2 separate regions of the Ovis aries genome follow, and region 1 is linked to region 2. The links are chromatin contacts, called in public Hi-C maps. All regions are on one chromosome and are shown on one strand. The core of a region is the stretch at or near the end of the contact, and the rest is flanking DNA. Distances in the headings are between cores, read along the strand shown.

Region 1 (6,776 bases), core at 3,257-5,756, 68 kb after region 2:
ACCTCTGATCTTATGATTCTGTGTGGTTGAATGTATTTTTTTCCATAATAGCAATCTCTAAGGAATTAAGAAATTCTTTTGAGTTCCATTTTTCCCAAGGTGTATATGCATATTGAAGTGAAATAACAAGTTCAATTTATGCTTTGAAGTAGAGTTAATATATAACCAAACTCTTCAGTCCAGTTGTATACCCAGGGCAAACACCTCTATTTATATACATGTGGGTAAGGAGGTGGGTGGAGGTGTCCTTATCAGCTGACGCTGTCAAAAACAGGAAGCAAAGTTACAATCTCTTTGTAGTGGATCAGAAACATTCAAAGGCCCTGCGTTGTGACAATTAAAAGAACAGTGACAGAAAATGACCTAAGGAATTTTCACTAACTGCGAAGTGTAACATCCTGTCTGGTATTTAGAAGAGATTCAGCTAGGTTTTAGTCAGATCCTCTCATGGGAAAAATAAAAGCCACGGCGAAACAGGACATCCCAGTGTGCAGTTCGCAGGCTGCTTCTGTTAAAATCCACTTCCTCTGCATCTTTTTCCTCGTCACTTAAGCAAATGTAGGTGATGAGCGGCCCGGCGGCCACTGCGTTTCGTTGGAAAAAGTACAGATTTGATGTGCCAGGACACGTAGCTCGCCAGTCTGGCAAGCATTTACCAGGTAAGTTTGTCAGCTTGCCTGCCTGACTCCCTGCCCTCCCTCCGCTGAGGTTTTGAAAAGAGGATGTCAGCCAAGACGGGGCTCTCTCAGTCACTTACTGAACCCAGTGTGTTAAGTAACAGAGCTGCTGGAGGCAGGACCAAGTTGGGGATGGGAACACCCCGGCATGTTCTTCCTGATGTCGCATCTGTTGTAGAGTCTGAGGAGTCGAGACCAGCATTGTGGGGTTTCATCTTTTCTTCAGAATGCGATGATTTTCCAGTTCTTGGCTTCTTGGAAAAAAGTACATAAGGAGCCATATATTTGTTGTGACAACATGTTTCATATATTTTCAAACTAGCTTATTTCTGTCCTATAGAGAAAGTTTCCTTTGCGCTGTTGCGTAGGGATAGTGTACTATTGTACTTGATTTACTGTGCTGACTAAAAATGTATTTTACTTTTAAAAGTGGTTCAGAGCTGATTAAGGGGAGAATCAGACGTACTTTTGGGCAGATTGTAAATGGAGGGGTTTTGTGTTTAGGCAGTCTTGTGCAGAAGAACTCAGACTCGGAACTTCATGTTAGATGTGGTCATGCACTTTTCTGTTGCTGGAGTTTACTTCCAGGGGGACCTAGATTTTTTGATTAGTTCTGATGTCCATATAGATCAAAGAAACTTGATGGGAAAAAAAATAAAAAACTCAAGTGATGTGTAATACTTGACCTTACATATCATGCTTGAATGTTGTTAGTATGGAACAACTTTTAGACTGGTCAGAATTTTTAAAAAATGGTTTTCTTTCTTTTGGAATTACTCTTTCCCTCTTAAGTTTTCCTCCCTAACTCCATGTGAATGTGGTGGTAAATGCTGGTAGGCATCCTCTCCCTGGAATGAATTCTCAACTAGAATGATTGGAGCAGCCCATGTTTTCTTAGCAAATTTGGCTTCTTGGCCAAGTGTAATAAGAGATCAGCATGGTATAATTCACTTTGTTGGCTGTTACTTTTCTCTCTTATTTAAAGAACCGTGTGGTCTCAACAGAAAATTAAAATATCTGTCAGAAACCTGAATTAAAACCTCAGGTACAAGAGCAGCATTGAAAGGCTACAAATATATATCTTGACTTTCACTTAATTCTCTTCCTTTTCCCAGCGTGAATAATCTTCATTGTCTGCTAGTCTGTGCAGTAATGTCTTGCTACCAAGGGTCTCAGAAATAGGAAGATAATTAGAAGTAAAAAATTCAAATAAACTTTTAAATAATAAGCAAACTTTTATACGGGTAGACTTCAGCTTTAAACATGAATTCTCATTCATTCATACAGCATTATTTCCTACTCTGTGGTCAGTCCAAAGGCTTTAGGAAAGTAAAAAGCATTTTTAAAAAAAATACATTTTAGGGCACATTATTTTAATAAAAATAGAAGATTAGTGTGTATATGATTTGCAAGGACCTAGATTCTTTTCTTATTGGCTGTTATTAATTTACTATTTTCTTATATCTACAGGATAGCTCTCTTTAGTGATCTTGTAAATAAAGGTATAAAAAAGTACATGTTTATGGGTGGCACATTCCATTGCAATATGTGGCTATTTTTGATCTTCAAGCAGTCTCCATAATAGATTAAACTTTGGGGTGAATCCTTTATATACAGACCTCAAGTAAGGTGGAAAGAGTGAAACCATAAGTGTTTTGCATTAAACTGTTGATGTTACTGGGGTTGAGGTTTCACATGACTTCTGCAGAACCTAAAGGGAGTAATAAAACAAGTAATAAAATGGAATAAATTGAAATATATATTTGTTGAAAATAAGCCTTTCAGTGTTATTTTTGAAACTGCCCATCCTTTTGCCCTGTGTTATCTTCTAAAATGTGCAACTCTAATTTAGTGCATTTGCTTCTCAGTAAGTTGAAATCTGATTATCTGTATCACTCTCTCTCTGGTATAGAATCATTACATTTTAAAATATTTAAAATATTTCTTTGCCTTTTCTTAATCTTGATGTCTGTGTACAAATGCCCAAATGTTAACAAATAATCTAATTGAAGGAGAATAAGTTTTTAAAAAAAGGCTTGAAGGTGTGAAATAAAAACTTACTCGGAGTTGCAGGCATCTACCAACGCACAGATGATTTAGGTCTGCCCAGGAAGCCACTTCTGGGAGGCCTCGCTTTTCTTGCCATCCTTCCTGCCTTCTCTTCAGGCTGACAGAACTCTGAGTCAGTCATTTTGAATGGGTTCACATATTCTCAACCTTGGCTGCACGTTAGAATCACCAGCGTGCTGGAGCCCCACGCCGGGGATCTTGGTATAATTAGACTGAGGCCCTGACTGTAACTGTTCAAAAGCTGCCCAAGTGATTCTGATGGGGATTCAAGATGGAAGCATATGGGGGAAGTGTATGGGTCCTTGTTAGACTGAAAGCTCCAGAAGAAGGACAGGAAGGAAGCTTATGCTTTCCTTCTGCACTCAGCCCATGCCTGTTGGCAGGGGAGTCTCAGGTTCCGCTTGAGGAATGGGTGGGTGAACAGATTCCTCTAAGCTGGAGGAGGCTACAGGAGGATCAGACCTCCTGCTTTCTGGTTTGAGCTGATGGAGAAGAGTGTTACAAGAGACTATGGTCTGTCTGAAGATGGCTGTCATTGGGAAGAAGCTCTTGGAAGAGCTCGCTGGGGAATAGGCCAGCTCGGGGTGCACTGAACAGACCGCTCTGAAGAGACAGAGGTCCTAGATGGTAGTGTCCTCATGAAGCAAGGCAAGTGGAGAACTTTGGAATAAGAATTTGATCAGGGGCTGGGGTGCCTGTGTCTGTCTGAATGTGGAGGTGGGGCCTGTTGTGGACACTACAGGGAGGTTCTGGGTCCCAGGGTTAGTTTGAAAGGAAGAAGTGTGATTATCTTTGCCAGGAATTAGTGGCTGCCTGACCCACCCATTGGCTGTATGAATATAAAGGCTGTATGAGTATTTAGAGTGGTCAGAGTGCAGTGAGGTTTGTCTGAGGGAGTTTCTCAGGGCTTGTGAAATTTTAGCTGATCTTAATGTTTATAAAGAAAATGAGTTAGTGGTTAGGGGAATGTAATTTGCCGAGGCTTGAGAGAAAAATAATTGTTCAGTTGGGTTAAGGGTAGATGGAGTGAGTTGTTTGAAACTGAAGAACTTTGGGGGGGAATGAGAAGTATAATTAACATGGTAATGAAGAGTTGTTTGAGGGAGGGGATCCACGTCTCAGTTGCCTGTGGCGTCAATGTGTAAGTCACTGAACTTCTGAGACGGGTCCCCAATCAGTAGCATCCCCCAGGTGATTTTGGTCACGAATAATTAGGTAACATGTTTCAAAGCAACTTGCAAGCTGTAGTAACAGTTCCAGGTAAATAAAAGGAATAGTAAGTTCTGTAAAAATTATAAAAATATAGTCAATTGAAAATAAACTTTGCCTGCTACCTACAATATAGGAATGGAAAATCAAATATTGTGTTGGTATGGCACTTAAAATGTATTTAGGCTTAAAATGGTACTTACAATGTATTTAAGCTGATGCTGTGCACTCTGTCATCTTTTTAGTTGTGGTTTTCCTTGGCATTACTTGAAAGGTATGATTATAACATGGGTCCTGGTTTCATGTTTCACTACGGTTCTTTGACCCTAGTTAAAGGGCACCAGGTGCTTCCTACTCTAATTGTCGGCAAATTTAGGATTTAGTTGGAGGGCCACTGATAGACTGGTGTGGGAATTAGATGGGATTTGGGCTTGGTGACTCCCTTACCCTGCTGCAATATTTTGACCTTGATTTGAACAGTTCAATGAACTGGCAGCTCAAGTAGTTTTTTCCCACTGAACTAGAACTTTCATTGTTTGGGAGAGGAAGATGAGTCATAGCCCAGACCTACCTTTGTGACAAAGTGCAATTTTAGTCCAGGGCTAAAGGAACACAGCTTAGAAACTTTCTGTTTAAACCAGAAAGTATTGAAACTTGGATTTTGAGCTGGATGGGAATTAGTGTGGCCCTCTCTGTGGGGTTACTTTCAATGCTACATTAAGAAGCATTAATGCTTAATGAAGCATTGTCTCAGACGGTAAAGAATCTGCCTGCAATGCAGGAGACCTGGGTTCACTCCCTGGGTAGGAAAGATCCTCTGGAGAAGGAAATGGCAACCCACTCCAGTGTTCTTGCCTGGAGAATCCCATGGACAGAGGAGCCTGGCAGGCTAGTCCATGGGTTCACAAAGAGTTGGACACAATTGAGTGACTTTCACTATCTCACTTTGTTTATTGAAGTACATTTTTGATACTAAATCTAATTTTTAGTGATATATTTAAATAATCAGGTCCCTTCTTAAAAAATTCAATGCAGAATTAAAATTATACAAACTGGCAAATTTCCAGTTCCTCTCCCCCTCCATATCATTGTTGTTTTGTTTGCCCTGCCACAACTCTTTTTTGGTGACTATACAAGTGTATACTTTTAGGTCTAAATTCCTACAAGCAGAGTTTTTCTTTTTTAAACTGAAGTTGAAACCTTCTGGCCATAGTGTATCCCATTAAAAAAATATTAACAGTAATGACCTGTGTACATATAATTTAGTTCATTTGGGCAATTTCTGGGGAAGATATGCTTTCATTGTTAAACTGCCATCTACAAAAGAGAGAGAGATGAAAACTAGTATATATTTGTTTGGACTTGCATTGTGTGTGCTTTTTTGCATGTGAAATTGAACTCTGCATATATTTTTTGGCTCTTTGGACAAATTCTTCAATGAATTGCCTTTTTATACATTGCTCCTCCCCACCCCCACCCCCATGCTGTTTGGATCTCTGAACTTTTAAACCTCTACTGATTTCAAAGGAAATTAATCCAAAATGGCAAATTTTGAATGACTTACTTGAATTTTGAGTTTTAAGATGCTTAACTTCCAGTCTAAAAGACAAACCTGATTTCTGGGTCTCTGGGACAGAAGTTTGTGTCTTTGGACTTGGGCTCCGTGTTTTCTTGCTCTCTTTCAGCTGTGGAAGCTGTCATCATCCCAATCTGTGCTGAGGCTGATAATTATTTAGGAGCCCTTGAGACTGGTAATTATTTAAGTGCCTTTGCTATTTTATTACATTTTCACATCCTGATAACTTATTTTCGTAGCAATGGTGAATCCCAGGATTATTTTTAGAATAGCCCATGTTCTGTGTAGTTTGTGGAACATGTTAGAGTTATCAGAAAGGATCTGGACTTGGAATTGCATGGTTGAATCCCAGCTATGTTGCATATCGAGTCTTAGTTTCCTTTTTTGCAAAATGGAGATAGTGGAGCTGTTCTAAGTCTTTAAAAAAAAGTGTATGCGTGTAAGGGCTTCCCTGGTGACTCAGTAGTAAAGAATCCTCCTGCCAATACAAGAGACATGGGTTTGACCCCTGATCTGGGAAGATCCCACATGCCTCCGAGCAACTAAGCCTGTGTACCACAGCCACTGAGCCTGTGCTCTACAGCCTGGGAGACACAGCTACCGAAGCCTGTGAGCCCGAGAGCCTGCGGTCTGCAAAAGGAGAAGCCACCACCGTTGAAGCACAAGGGCCACAACTAGAGAGTAGCCCCCGTTCACCGAAACAGGAGACAAGCTCAAGCAGCAGTGAAGACCCAGGAGAGCCAAAAATAAAAATATATAATGAAAAAAAAATTTTAAAGTGTATGCATGTAAGATCCCTTGCACATTGCTTGGTAAGTTGCAGGAAAGATTATAGTAGAGCTTTTTAAGTTAATGGAAAAAAATACAGTTTAGACGCTAAATGAAGGTAATATTGGCTTCAGTGAGGCCCCACATGCACCATCATACTGAAAATTTACCAGTTTTTTCTCATCCTTCGATCAAGATCTGTTAGTGATTTTTCACATCAAAGCATCAAAGCTGTAATTCTCTGCTGGGCTCATTTAACCACAGATCCAGTACGTGGCAAGAAATTTCAACCTATACAGGCTGGCAAACGGCCTGCTGTTGCTTGGAGAGTGTCTGTGGCAGGGTGCCTAAAATGTTTTGCTAGTTTCAAAGTTCACTTTCATTTGTTCAGAAAGGTTTGTATTGTTTGCAGGCAAGCAAGGCAAGCAAAGGGAAAGGGTATACAGCTTCCCATGTGAGTCTGTGCTGTGTGATCT
Region 2 (6,549 bases), core at 3,580-6,079:
ACAGTGCTGCAATGAGTATTGGGGCGCATGTATCCTTTTGGACCATGTTTTCCTCTGGATATATGCCCAAGAGTAGGATTGCAGAGTCATATGGTAACTCTATTTTCAGTTTTAAGAAACTTCCACACTATTCTTCATAATGACTGCACCAATTTACATTTCCAACAACAGTGTAGGAGGGTCCATTTGTTTCTTTATCTATTAAATTAAAGGGTTGAAGGAGAAACTCTGTATAATCTCTGCCAGTGGCAACATTATAAAATCATACAAAGTAAATGAAACTAAGTAAAAGTAACAAGTATGCTAACTCTATAAAGAAAGCTGAGTGCTGAGGAATTGATGCTTTTGAACTGCGGTGTTGGAGAAGACTCTTGAGAGTCCCTTGGACTGCAAGGAGATCAAACCAATCAATCCTAAAGGAAATCAGTCCTGAATATACACTGGAAGGATTGATGCTGAAGCTGAAGCTCCAATACTTTGGCCATTTGATGCGAAGAACTGACTCATTTGAAAACACCCTGATGCTGGGAAAGATTGAAGGCCGGAGGAGAAGGGGAAGACAGAGGATGAGGCGGCTGGATGGCATCACCGACTTGATGGACAAGAGTTTGAGTAAGCTCCCGGAGTTGGTGAAGGACAGGGAAGGCTGACCTGCTGCAGTCCATGGAGTCACAAAGATTTGGACACGACTGAGCGACTGAACTGAACTGGTGATAACTCCAGTTTTCTGGTTGTCAGTGGGCAGGCACACAGAGAAGGAGCTGGTGTGGGTTTACACCTTCCATTCTCTGCTCCCCTTCCTTCTGCTTCAGAGCCGCCTTTATTTTCTCCATTTTTATCAGTTGCTCTTTCCTCCCCAACAGCTTAGTCCTTTTATTTTATCCTTAGTTTCCCTGGACCTGGCATTTCAGCATGCATACCCTCCAGGGTCCTCTCCTCTCTGCCCTCACACCATCAGACTTTTCCTTGCAGATCAGCCAGGCAGGCTTTGAACCACAGAGCAGGTTGGATTGCCCAGATGGCTCCTGAGGTGTGAAAGACTTCTGGTAATCTCAAGAGTGATCCACAACTGAATGAAACCCTTGAATATGAAGTGTTAAGGCTAATTGTGGGTATTTTGAAATTATGATTGATCCAGTATGGATTTTTTTCCTTGTAGGGCAATTTCTAGACCCATTCAATCATCCAGAATGGCCTATTTGAGGCTAGCCCCTCAGGGAATAGTGGCTCAAAGTGTGATTCCCCAACCGTTGTGATCTAACCTCATGGGTTGCTTATTAAAACTGCAGCTTCCTGGGCCTCACCAGACCAGTAAATCAGAATTTCTCACAGCTGGCAGGCAATCTGAATTTAAATATGCTCCTTGGCGATTTTTAAGTTCACTAAATTGTGAGAAACTCTGCCATTGTGCTAATTATCGTCTAAAAATCATTATCCTCTAAAAATCCATTATAATTCTCCCTCTTTATATCACAAAGAATTTTATTTATATGTACCTTTAACTTGTGCAAGTGTTAGATATTAGCTATTAGACTGAAGAATTTAGCAACAATATTCAGCAACTATTTTAATATCTATTATACATAAGCCATAGAGCTATACTCTCTTGACTTGGAAAAGGTAAGGTGAATTCTCCAACCTATGTCCCTCTTTTAAATGCTTCCATGTGGGGGGACTGATTCATAGTCAACACAAAGGAAAAAGTTGAAGGAGCACCTTGCTTTAAAAAAAAATTACTTATTTTAAACTAAAGGATATTTATTTTAAATTAAAGGATATTTGCTTTATAATACTGTATTGGTTTCTGCCATACATCAGCATGAATCAGCCATAGGTACATACACGTCCCTTCCCTGTTGAACCTCACTCCCACCTCCCACCCCATCGCACCCCTCTAGGTTGTCACAGAGCCCTGGTTTGAGTTCCCTGAGTCACACAGCAAATTCCCACTGGCTGTCTATTTACACGTTAGTGTACGTGTTTCATGCTACTCTCTCCATTCATCCCACCCTCTCCTCTCCTGCCACCCCCATGTCCATAAGTCTGTTCTGTCTGCATCTCCATTGCTGCCCAGCAAGTAGGTTCATCAGTATCCTCTTTCTAGATTCCATATATATATAATGAAATATTACTCAACACCTTGCTTTTTAATACATTGTGTATTTCACGATGCTTCTGTTGTTCACAGAGGATCTGCATTTATATAATTTTGCATAAAAAGTTTAGTTGGAAAGCTTTCTTTTTGGCTCTTATGTTAGTATGCAGTTTCCTATATATGAACCATATCTATGTAGAATCATGTCTCTTGATATTATATATACCTACATATGCATATATCTTTATATAGAAATCTATCCACTATTCATATCATCATATTTTCTCCTATGTCAAGGACTTTATCCCCGAGACGTCAGTTCCGTTTTCTTGAATTTTCATGTTCTCGATGACTGCGGGGCAATTCAGAGTTTGGGTTAATGACAAACATGGGCCGCATTCCTATCACTTTTTCTGAATGTTCTACATCTACTTTGGGGTTGAGGGGACAAAACCCCATTACAGGCTTCTGTCCCTGCTGCATGGACTGCAGCTGGAATAATGTTGATTGCAGGTGCACTAACTGCTATCTGCGTCCTGGTGGTCTGTCTCCACTTTCCCCTCAACTCAGTTCTCAAGGTCACACTGGCTGCTCTATGGAGAGATAGTCCTCTGAGGACAAAGTCTCCAACTAACTGTGGTTTCTCTATTTACTGAGCAAACAGGGAGCAGGACCAGAGTGGGACTACTCGGTTATGCCATCAGCAGCAAGTTCTTTGGCCTCCATTGCTTATGTCCTGCAAAGAATATCTGTGTCTGGGTGAGAGGAGAAGGGCTAGAAACAGGCAGGGTCCCAGGTCCCAGGGAAGACACTGGAAACCCCTGAAGCTGGATGTCAGGGTTGGAGTTGGTCTCATATAGATGGTGCCTATTGTTTCATGTGTCCCCTTCCTTAGGGTGTTTTGGGAAACTTAACTAAACATCCCTCAGAGCTTGAAAACTCAGAAATTCTAGGTTCCCAAATGATTGTTTTTCTTCAAAATTTTGAGTTTAATAAATTTATCTTTGTGTAACATTTTGCAATTTGCAAAGTGCTTTTCAGTTACATAATTTTGAGTAATGAAATACTCAAACATTCCCAAGTGGTTTTATTTTAAAGGAGGAGATTTGAGTTTTCATTAACTCCACCAAGACACAGTGCATGACAAGTAGCTTTAAGAGTTTGTAGAATTATCAGTTAAAAGAAGCCCCAGTTTCCTGTGATATAGCCCGACTCAGAATGCATTTGATCTATCCTTTTCTTATAGCACTTATCACTGATCTTGCATATTCTTTTTCTTTTTTTTACTTGCCTTATCTCACTTAGTAGATTTGAATTCTTTAAAGCAACATCTCTGACAGATTTATCTGTGTATTTTTCACAGCACCAGTGAACCTGGCAGGCCCCAAATTGATGTTTGTAAAATGAATGAGTGAATGAAAGCAGATGATTAATTATACTTATTTCCTATTAATATTCTGGATTTTATTTGGCTTATGTGAAGAAACTCCACATAAAGGAAGGAGTCTAAGCTAGAGATTTTATAAGGAATACTGTCTTTCAGAATGCAACCCCCTCCACCCCACCCACAGACCTTTTACTCTATAACTAATAAAAGACTAGTGAATTCTTTCTGAAAAAACTGTTTAAGGCCCCTAGTGTTTGTCTTTACTAACTCAAAATTTGTTAACTCTCAAATATTAAACCAGCAACAAACCAGAGTTCCTTTTCTCATTGTTTATAGGAACTAGGAATTTAGGTTGCTGGTTTTTTTTTTTCCCCCCTCCCAAGTGTATTGATCATGTAAGAGAAACACAGGAACACACTGGGAATGAAATATGTAAACAAAAAAGCTTACACAGCACAAAGGCATTTCTTACCAGGTATTATTTTGACCAGCACCTTAGCCTTGAAACAGACTCTGTAACAGATGTTTAAGTGTGTATGTGTAGTGGAAAAATGGAAAAATAAGATCAGCGCAAACACTATTTGTATATATGTATGAACGAATGTAAAACGAAATTGTCAAGTTTTTCTTAATATTAAAAACGACACCAAGAAAATTATATAAATATACCCTTGGAACTAGGACCAAAAATTTGAAAACGTCAACACACTGAGACGGGGCGAATGGAGGGGCAAATGAGAATTCATTTCTCAAGGGAGGAAAACTGGAGACCGGGTTGGCCTGGGGTGGGTGTGACTCACATTTTCGGTTAATCTGAATAAACGGGACCAGGCAGCATCAGGCATCCATGCTAGCTCCGGGCTCTCAGCACGCACCGTCCGCTCCGGGTGCGCCGCCCCAGGCCAGCCGAGTGCCAGCCGGGCTGCTGCCTGCGGGGAGGGAGCGCGGGGCGGGCGCTGATTGACGGGGCGCGCGGTCAGGTGACCCCGGGCGCCACGTTCCCCGGAGCCCAGCCTGCGGTGGCCGCCTGGGCCGGGCCGGGGCCGAACCCGGAGCCGAGAGGACCTGATCTCCCGGAACAAAGTTGCCGGCCCTGCGGCAGCCGGGACGGGAGAGCCGAGGGGGGAGCCGGACCTGCTCGGCGCCCCTCTACTGGGGAGGACGAACCCGTGTGCCGGTACCGGAGCCGGTTCCCAGGAGGGCGAAGGCGCGCACCCCGCGGTCCTGCGCCCTCCCCGGCCTCCGGCGCTCCTTTCCCCGCTTCAACAAAGGGGCCGGCCGGCGGGCGGGTGAGGGGAGGAGGAGGAGCCGGGGGCGCGAGCCGCCGGCGCACGAAGTTGTGGAGTCGCCTTTCCTCGGAGGAGGGGAGCGGGCGGCCGCAGCGGCCCGCGGGCTTTCTCCCGCCGAGGGGCGAGGAGGAGCCTCCGGCTTCCAAAGCCGATTGGGGAATCGCAGGGAAAGGTGCCCCTCCACCCCTCACCCTCCGCCACCCTCCTTCGGGGTCATTTCTGCAGACGGAAAACTCTCCAGTGTTTGGCAAACTTGGTGCCTGCGCGCCCGTTCCAGGTTTGCAGTGGGACTGTTTTGTTTTTGGCGGAACTACGGGGCAGGAAGATTGCACAAGTTAGGGGCGTTTACAATCGAGTGTCCAAAAAAAATTTTTTTTTTTCTTTCGGATCTGGTCTGGTTTTCCATATTTCCTTAAAAAAAAAAAACAAACAACAAACAAACAAACAAACAAAAAACCGCACCACAAAGCCCACGTTTGCACACACACCCGCGATTACTACGCCTGAAACACATCCGAGGAGACCCGGGCCGGCTTGGGACTCGGCGGCGGCGGGCTGGCGAGGCAGCCCGCGGGGCATGGGAGCAGGTAAGTCCATGCATTATTGAGCCTCGGCCGGGTAATGTGACCACAGCCCCGGGACGCGGGACGTAGGCTGCGGGGAGGATGCAGTTTTCAGCGGCTCCGGTGCCCAGGATCAGCTTCCCGAGCTCCTTCTCAAGGCTGAGCCTAAGATGTAACCAACTTTTGCGTGCACTTTCCTTGGAACCTCAGTTCAGCTCCCCGCCCTGGGACAGGGAATGCCAGAAACGTGGGGGAGAGCTCGGGCTCGGAAGTCCTCAGAATCCGTGTAGTATTTCCTAAAGATCCGAACTCTTTCGACTGGTTCTGGGCAGCCTCTTGACTCCCTGAGTTTTTCTCCTGGCTGGGGTGAGAGGGTCCTGCCTCCGTGCGCTCTGGGCCAGTGATCTCCAAGAGGGGACGTGGCTTCCTAGGAGGGCCTGTCACACACACACACACACACACACACACACACACACCCCTCAGCCCCGGGAAGGCGGGGCCCCGGAGGTGTCCGCCAGGACCGGGTGGGGAGACGTTCCCAGCCATCCGCCTGGCAGGAAACGTGCTCGACCTCTGGGCCGTTGCTGCTCCCGAGGGTGGGGTTTTGGTGAGGTGACAAGGAGCGCTCAGTCGGTGAGTAGTCCCGCGCGATTGCGTCTTCTGGGGTCCCGGATCCTTGGCACATCTTGCAGCAATTGGTAAGGTAATTCATGTCCCTGTTTTGCTTGGGGTCCGAGGCACTGGTCGCTCAAGGCCCCTTTAGGAAACCGACACAGCACAGATTTTAGGCTGTGCAAGTTTTAGAAGGCATTCCGTTAAAAGTGGATTTTTTTTTTTTTTTTTAAAGCCAAGCCCCAGATTACGAAAGGGACTGATTCCAGGGTTGTTTCAAGGGGAGGAGAGAGTGTGCCCGGCTTGCAGGAGCCAGAAGACTCGCACTTTGTTTTCCACTGAACTGGGGATCCCGGGTCTAACCTGGGTCTCCCCCGCTCCCGGGATGCCCCGGGGAGAGTCTCCTCTTTGCCAGCCCCCAGGGTCACCTGGGCCCCGCGAGTTGTAACCCCTTGTGGGGGAGTGAACCGAGTTCTGGGAAGCCCGGATCCCCTGGGTCCGGGCGGGAGCTTGCTGCTCCTGGGAACCCGGCAGTAGCCGCATCTATTCCCTTGTAACTTGCATGGGCCTTGGGAGTCGGGTGGGCGCCTCTGGGCTGGTTGC

What was found. Hi-C and Micro-C count contacts between places; a contact is called where the count stands out from the background.
Region 1: a Hi-C map of liver shows a contact between it and region 2, with 3 times the contacts expected there. The contact joins the enhancer-like site here to the promoter of UTRN in region 2. A contact is called at or near these places in 4 of 16 Hi-C or Micro-C datasets (blood, liver, muscle and 1 more).

What each region holds. Positions count from the first base shown.
Region 1 is chr8:68,902,760-68,909,535 of ARS-UI_Ramb_v3.0, forward strand. All of the region lies in intron 2 of UTRN (utrophin), which reads left to right. Among named protein-coding and RNA genes, the nearest start is that of UTRN, 66 kb to the left of the region's middle. Within about 2 kb of position 4,507, at least 14 of the 54 cell types and tissues checked have an H3K27ac peak or open chromatin away from gene starts, as enhancers often do. A contact at or near this core is called in liver, where this site is marked.
Region 2 is chr8:68,834,820-68,841,368 of ARS-UI_Ramb_v3.0, forward strand. It overlaps UTRN (utrophin), which reads left to right and starts at 4,830. Exons shown (of 74, transcript XM_060419784.1): 1 at 4,830-5,358.